Linked DNA regions of Callithrix jacchus: region 2 is linked to region 1. The links are chromatin contacts, called in public Hi-C maps. All regions are on one chromosome and are shown on one strand. The core of a region is the stretch at or near the end of the contact, and the rest is flanking DNA. Distances in the headings are between cores, read along the strand shown.

Evidence for each region. Hi-C and Micro-C count contacts between places; a contact is called where the count stands out from the background.
Region 2: a contact with region 1 is called in a Hi-C map of skeletal muscle, with 9 times the contacts expected there. The contact joins two enhancer-like sites. A contact is called at or near these places in 3 of 3 Hi-C or Micro-C datasets (induced pluripotent stem cells and skeletal muscle).

The regions. Positions count from the first base shown.
Region 1 is chr3:155,149,550-155,153,714 of calJac240_pri, forward strand. KLF3 (KLF transcription factor 3) reads right to left here. Exons shown (of 6, transcript XM_078367392.1): 2 at 2,506-2,601. The coding sequence starts at 2,562. Among named protein-coding and RNA genes, the nearest start is that of KLF3, 17 kb to the right of the region's middle. Within about 2 kb of position 2,027, at least 3 of the 16 cell types and tissues checked have an H3K27ac peak or open chromatin away from gene starts, as enhancers often do.
Region 2 is chr3:155,643,793-155,647,957 of calJac240_pri, forward strand. The region is part of intron 4 of LOC118152327 (a long non-coding RNA gene); the gene reads left to right. Among named protein-coding and RNA genes, the nearest start is that of PTTG2, 220 kb to the right of the region's middle. Within about 2 kb of position 2,234, at least 2 of the 16 cell types and tissues checked have an H3K27ac peak or open chromatin away from gene starts, as enhancers often do.

The DNA.
Region 1 (4,165 bases), core at 777-3,276:
TGGGGAGGCAAAGTCTATTCTGTTCCTCATTCTTGCAAATTTTAATAGTGTGACCCCAAGCCTCACAGCACAAGGCTTAGTGGAGAACAGTATGAGCGCTTATATTTGGTTAAGAGGGAAATGACACGTAGCAAAAGACCAAATGAGCAGACTGCTTCTGCTGTGCTCTCCTTTTAGGGGGCGGGAAGAAGGGGAGAAATAAGTTATCATAAAATATTTTTATTCATAGTAGAAATTAAAATGTTTTTACAATGTCCTATTGTGCCTTAATGTTTACAACACTGACTTGAATAGCCAAAGACTTTGATCTTCAGGTCAAAGACTGAATTTGGAAAAGAAAAGCAATAATAAATTAGGTTTAATATCCTTCACCTATGAAGACAGAAAAGATGAAATTTGAAGATTTAAGAGTAGGAACAAAAGCTTTTTAATTTTTTAAAGTAAAACCATTTTAACACCCCACTCCTCAAATGTTTCTGTTAACTGAGGTTTCACTGAATTAAGAAAAAAAGACTTCCTGCTGAAAAAAGTTAAAACCAAAAAAAGAAAAAAAACCCAAAAACACCTTCATTTTAAGGACTGGCAGTAACTTTTGGTGAAACTCAATTCTAAAAATGCCAGTTACAGTTGAAATCTAGCACATGAAGGAGGAAAAGATCATTAACTGCAAAAACATGTCTACATATTTTAACTTCGTGCATTAACATGTTATAACAATGCGGGCTTAACAGTGACTTCAAATTCATTTTACTCTACATTTTTTTCAGTTAAGTGCATTTCCTCACACTTAATTATACATATCACACCAATTTAGCACTGTGGATCTTCCCTTTAGCTTTCTATTGGACTCTTGAGCCTGATTTTCATGCCTGATTAAAAGCACTGGAAGTACACTGAACGGTAAAATGCATCACTGGTGGCTCTGCACCGTTTGTAAAATCAATCATTCTCCAGTGCTGAAAACCTCTATTCCTATTCCAAAAATATAATTAATGGGGAAATTTTATACCTTCATTTTCCTCTAACGTGGTGATCATGCAGTAATGGCGGGGAGGGGGATTTGATGAATACAATGACAGTACCGTGTAACATTCGAAGTAATTTAGTTTTCTGGCCAGGCTCGGTGGCTCATGCCTGTAATCCCAGCACTTTGGGAGGCTGAGGCAGGTGGATCACCTGAGGTCAGGAGTTCAAGACCAGCCTGGCCAACATGATGAAACCCTGTCTCTATTGAAAATACAAAAATTAGCTGGGTGTGGTGGTGGGTGCCTCAGCTACGGGGGAGGCTGAGGCAGGAGAATCACCTGAACCCTGGAGATGGAGGCAGCAGTGAGCTGAGATCACACCACTGCATTTCAGCCTGGGCAACAGATCAAGACTCCATCTCAAAAAAAAAAAAAAAAAAAAGAATAATTTAGTTTTTTGATTAATAAAATCCTTATTGCTCGGTTGCTACCATATTCAGACACTCGGCTACTCAGTTATCATGCTGGAATGTAAATGTTATTTCCTTAAAGCCCCTCTGTCTTAACTCCCATTATAGATACTGGTAAACACTTCACTGGCTTAGTAATATCCATGGCAACTCAGCTCCAAGGGCCTTGGAGTGACCCCCGTGTCTTGTATAAACATTTTTGGCAGGAACCTCCAGAGCCAATGCATAAGGATGATCTAATTTTGCAAGCGTGTTATTACCAACCTTCAGATACACAACTTGGGCCAAGCTTTCCCCCTTGTGAATATTTTCCAAGCCCGTGGAAGAAAAGAGCAAGACAGAGTGGGGGCGTTGCCTTGTTATTCAATATTCACTCAAGCAGATCTCTCAAGTTGAAACCACTCCTGTCTCTGAAGTCAAGACACCTTTTTCTGTCACCATGTCTCCCCTCCATGGCACTGATGTTGTACCTACAGAAACCTTGCTAGTCCCTGGTGGCCTAAAAGCAGCTAGTGGCCTGGCTCACAGGAGGGGCTGGCTTGGCGCTAAGGTGCTGAAAAGGACAATGAACTTAATTCCTACACAGCCAGTCTCTTCCAAGTAAATGAGATTCTGTCCTCACTGCCAAGTTCTTTCTCTCGCTGGCTTCCCTCAGTCATCTTTCATATAGTCACAGCTCCATATGGCTGTTGTCATTGGTTTTAAGCAAATCATTCTATTCTTAATATATTTTTACACACAAAAGGGCTGAGGAATTTTTGTAAACTTACTTCTGTACCAAGAGGATTTGCCTATGGCCTAAGTCCTATGCTGATTATATCTTACGGGGATGCCAGGCACAGGTCTTAAGGAAGCACAGAACCCATTTATTAAAGGACCCATAGCAGCTAGGACAGTAATTCCCTCACTCATACCTAGGGATTCTATTGAATCCCTAGGGATGTTGAGAAAAAGTTTGCCTATGAAATGCCTGTCAAGTAATGAGTGATTCTAAGGAGTAATTCAACACACAATAATGTTATCATCACTTGGAAAAAATAAGGTGAGCTGTTCCATTTTGGAAGACTTACCACTGAGACAGGGTCCATGGCCTCTTGCTTGACAGGAACTGGGTCAAACATGAGCATTCTTTTAGTTAAACCTTCTAGGGTGCTCTGGTGTATGGCCTAGAAAACAAAACAAGGTATCCATCTAAATCTCAAGGGTACTTTAAAGACAAACTAGTAAAAATAAAATATAGGCTGGGCGCAGTGGCTCACCCCTGTAATCCCAGAACTTTGGGAGGCTGAGGCAGGTGGATCACCTAAGGTCAGGAGTTCGAGACCAGCCTGGCCAACAAGGTGAAACCCCGTTTGTACTAAAAATACAAAAATTAGCTGGGTGTGGTGGTACATGCCTATAATCCCAGCTACTTGGGAGGCTGAGGCAGGAAAATTGCTTGAACCCGGAAGGCAGAGGTTGCAGTGAGCCGAGATGGTGCCACTGTAACTCCATCCACTGGGTGATGTGGCAAGACTCCATCTCAAAAAGAAAAAAAAACAAACAAACCATAAATAAATAAATAAAAAGTAAAATAAAATATAATACTCCTCATTCCACCTTTCCACTCCTTTTTTCCCCCACCCCTAGAATGGCTGGAATTGGTTTCCCTTACCTATGAAAGATGCCATTTACATAATTAAAATCAGACTCCTTGGTCATAACCAGATGAGAAGCAACCAGCGTTTCTAACTCAATACATAAACCCTGACATTTCTGGAACAATATGTACGGCCCCTTCTGAGCGGCAAAGCTTGCTTGGATTGCTGGGCAACTCTTTACAGAGGTTCACATTACATGTGATGGTTAAGCACCTTCCCCTTTCCCCTTATGTTGGTTACAGGAAAATTAGGGGGCAAAAAAGACAAGCAAAAAGAAAATCTAGAACCAACCATCATTAAAATCTCATTTTCATGCTAACAAACCCTCTTTAAGAGTGGGCTCACAGTGTACATGCTATTTAGTGCCCATCATTTCACTGAACAATTTATTGTGAAAACGTTTCTTTTTCAGTAAGTCTGATTTTGCACCATAAAATCCCTCGTGCCACTGTGTGAACACATCAGTTTACTTAACTTATGCCTTTTTAGTGGGCACTTAGGTTGCTCCTAAATTTTCACCATTACAAGCAGCAATGAGCCTTTTAAATATATCCTTCTGCACACCATTAATTTTTAAGATAAATTTTCTGTACGGGAATTCCTGGGTAAGAATTATGTACATTTTCCAAAGCATCTGATGCATCATCTGGCAAAGATGAACTATTATTTTCATTAATAAAATACAACCTGTTTCCCCAAACCTCCGCCAGCAAAATGTGTTATCACTTGTGTTATAAAAGATAAACACCTTGCCAACTTGTTAGTCTCAACATGGCAAATGATTTTTATTCTAAATTGATTTGGTTATTGAAGTTACTTTTTTCAGCTTTATTGACCATTTGGATTTCTTCTTTTGAGAAATGTCTACTTAGGTCTTGACACCCCTGTACAACTTCTTATTGTTTTCTAAGCACTTTTCACATATGAAGAATATTAGCTTGCTTTTACTCAGATTTCTCCTCATTAGAAAATGAGCCTACTGTAAAGGAAATGTCCTTTTCTTCTGTTGTTCTCTGCTTGTCATCGCTTTTATTTTCTTCTGTGTTCTGTATAGCCCCCTCCTAACAGTAATCTACATGAAGCCAACTGC
Region 2 (4,165 bases), core at 984-3,483, 490 kb after region 1:
GTTGACTCTCCTGGAGCCACGGTTCATTATCAAGTTATTTCTCTGGGTCACCCTGAGGTTGCCTCCTTAATTAATGCAACAGCCAAAGGAGGCCAGACCCAGGAACTTAGCTGCACAGCCTTTTGCCTAAAAGTCCATAATAACACCTCTTCTTTGTTGAACACTTACTATGTGCCAGGCACCGTGCAAACAGCCTTATGTGCATTCGTTTATTTAATCCTCTAATGGCGGTCTGGAGGAGCAGCTAAAATAATCCCCATGAAAGACGCAGAATCTCGGGCTTGTCAAAGCCCAGTCATTCATCCAACATCACAGCTAGGAAGTGGTGGAGCCAACATTCCAGGTCTTTCTGACTCGAGTGCCGGAGCTGTTACCACCAGGATATACTTCACAGCAAACCATTAATCTCACATTTCTCTACCATGCCACATGTGTTTATACTGCACCTGAGAATAAAAGGCGGTTTAAAATTCTTCCTTTTCTCATCTGCTGAAGAGCAGCACAGCTTGTGGCCGGCCACCAATCAGGCCCTACCTTGCTCCAGGTTTTCCAGAATACTCCTCAAATCCTCCTTGTATCCCATCACTGCTTACCCCAGTTCCTGCTCAGGATTTTTTCTGTACTTTCAAAAAACAACTGCAATGTAGCAATTAGTTTAAATCACTCTTAGCTAAGAATCCTGTTTTCAGGAGCACCTGGTTGGAGCAAGAGTGCCACCTGGTGGAAGATTTGGGTCACTGCCAACAAACGTTTCTTGGGGAAAGGTGGGCAGGCTGGACCTGAGCAGTGCTCCTACTGCCTGGAACTATTCCTGGACAGCTGCAAGAACTAACTCAGCAATGCCCAGGTACCGGTTCTACTGCAATTCACCTGTGTTGGTCAAATACAAGTTTGGGACTTTGAGGGGATGCATTTCTTGGCTCCAAAGAAAGCCCAGGATGGGGATTAGGATAAAGTAAGTGAGACAGAGTCTTGCAAGTACAGGAGGGCATCCTGGCTTTACTTAAAACGTTAATGTTTTATTCACTATGAACTTTTTGCATTTTGATTTTTTTTAACTGCATTAAAATCTGATTTGTCTGGATTCCTGAGTTGTGGGTACCCTCTTGCATTTCGTACCCACAACAAATGTCTCGCTTGCCTCCCTCTAGGATTAGTCCTGTCAAAGCCCTCTGAGAAAGGATTCTGCTTCCTTTCAAAGCTATGGCTATAAGGAGGTGACCACCGGCTCCCATCACTTCCCCACACATCTGTCTCCACTTTTCCTCATCTGAGAACGGCCTTGGTCCACCTCTATCATCTCTGCGGCCCCTCCTGCTCTAGTTGATACACCAACCCAAGTCAAAAGAAAGTACGCAAACCAGTATACACACTCGAGTGTAACAAGTGAATAAATGGCAAGAAAACACAGTGTGCCAAACACTGATCTGGTCGCAGATTACCGCTCCTTTGGCAGGCAACTAACAAGCCAAGCTACAAAGCTGCTTCTGCTTTTCCCAGGTCCAGGACCATCAAGTCATAAGAAGTCAGGGCAAAGGATATTTGCCAACACTCTGCCCTCACCCAAACTTGGCCACAGCACATGGAAGGTCACCTCGTAACAATTCTTTCTCAACAGTGTCCAAACTTAATGCCCACATCAGGCCAGATCACCATAAAGCTCTATGTCTGGGCTGGCTTATTCCAGTCTGGCTCACAGTCTAAGGCTGGTAGGAGGTCTTTACCTGCAGTGCATGCATGGGCATGAGGGGTCACGAGCATGGTTCTGGAAACCCTTGAAATTTTAAGCAAATTATGTGCATCTTCTGGGGAGACAGCTTATTATTTTCCTCTGATTTTCCAAGGAGCCTTTGACTCTAAAGGGTAAGAATCACAACAGTCGTAATGGAGTCTTCAGCCTTTATCAAGGGTCTATGTGAGAACCAGCAACAAGAAATACCTTCCTCAGCATGGCCTGGTGAAAACAAGCATCAGTGGGCTACTCTGAGGCATGTAAACCATGTTGGGCCATCTCAATGCAAAGATCCAAGCGTTTCTTAGCGTACAGAAGAAGGAAGAGTTTTTCTCTCTTGATAAACTGGAATCTCACCTGGGTATAGAATAGGATAATCCGTGTTTCCTTCTTTGCCTTTTACTGCTAGCTTGAACTCTTTTTCAACCTCACCATGGCTGTCAGGCAGTTCTTTTTTGCAAGCTCTAGACTTTCCTCTGAAATGCCTTTTCCCCACTTGGCATCCTCACTCCTCCTGTAAGACCTGGCCCTTGTGTCAGCCTACTCAACACTTCCAGGCAGAGCTGAGCACATACACACACTTCTGATATTAAGCAGATCGGTTTTCTAGAATGATGTGCATATGTATCTATCTTCCTCACAAGAGCCCAGGAGCGCATGAAATCCAGTCTTATTGGTTTTGGTACCCTCAGCACCTAGCACAGATCGGTGTGTAAAAACAAACGTTCAATGAGAGGATAAATCAATCCATGGATGAATGAGCAAATAATTATAGTATGTGTTTTCCTAAAATATTCTTTGACTTTTTCAACAATGTGTGAGCCTCAGTAATAACGATTGACAGGCAGAGCAAACAGATTCCCCCACAGCCCCCAGTGCCTTCATTTCCCAGATGAGGAAAGTGAGATTGCAACAGACATCAGCAGAGGAGTCCAGCAGCTCCCCCAGGAGCCACACCCAGGCCAGCCGCCGGCCACTCCGTGGCTGTGTTCTAAGAACACGCAGCACCTCCACAGCACTTGGCAGGTTTTGCCACAGGCATGCCACTTTGCCTTGCTTTTTGCTCTTTTCCCTCCTTTTGCTGCTCCCTGGTTTAGGGTCCTCCCCACCTGTGCTCAGAGCACATAGTAGGGAGACAACTGAGCAGGAGAATTCACAGGAGAGAAAGTATGGTGGCTGGCAGATGCCCACTGTATCCCCAGCAGGGTCTGGAAACCTCAGTCTTCATGATCCTTTGTCATCAACCATAGTAAGAGTTCCCATTACTATGGGAACTTGGTTAATTCCCATTAACCAAGTAATGGGAAACGTGTTGACTCTTTCAACTTATTTCAACATCAGGATGCAGAGAGCTGATTCATGCCCAGAAGTGCATGACCCATGAGCCTAAATAGCTGGGTTTACTCTGCTTCTTCTCACTGGAATTAGTCTGATAAAAATCTCAGGGCGGCCAGGCGCAGTGGCTCACGCCCGTAATACCAACATTTTGAAAGACCAACATGGGCTGATCACGAGGTCAAGAGATAGAGACCATCCTGGGCAACATGGTGAAACCCCGTCTCTACTAAAAACACAAAAAGTAGCTGGGTGTGGTGGCGCGCCTGTAATATCAGCTACTCGGGAGGCTGAGGCAGGATAATCACTTGAACCCGGGAGGTGGAGGTTGCAATGAGCCAAGATCGCGCCACTGCACTCCACCCTGGCGACAGAGCGAGACTCCATCTCAAAAAAAAAATCTCAGGACGGCTCCCCTCAACAAGCAACGTCAACAATTTTTTTTAATACAGGTAAATCAAGAAAGGACCTAGGTTTTGATTCACTGGGGTTTTGTTTTGTATTTGTTTTTATTTATTTTAAAGACAGGGCCTTACTCTGTCATCCAGGCTGGAGTGCAGGGGCCCCACTGTAGCTCACTGTAGCCTCCAACTCCTGGCCTCAAAAAATCCTCCTGCCTGATGCATTGTTTGTGAGCAGCAATTTGACCTTCTCTTGGCCACTCCTCAGAATTTAGGTGTCTCCTTTGAGGAGCACAAAAACCCACAAAGGAAAACAGGAATATTCCAAATGTAGAGCTGGGAAAAGTGAAGTCCCTTTACTCTTCCTCCTCAAACGTTCACCCAGTTCATGCATCTCACCTCTCCCAGATGTCTGGTAGAAACGGGCCACCTGGCCCTGATCACACGGTTTTCTGTTCTGTGCACCTCTTTTCTGTTACCCTAGATTTTAGAAATTTCTGTCGCCTTTTTTACCTATTAAGTAGAAAATAGATATTGCTTAATCGAGAACAGCCACCAAAGTCTAAAGGCAAGTTAAAGACAAGGGTACTTGATAAAAATACAAACCACTTGGAGGCCAAGTGTGGTGACTGATGCCTGTAATCCCAGCACTTCAGGAGGCCAAATTAGATCATTTGAGCCCAGCCTGGGCGATAAG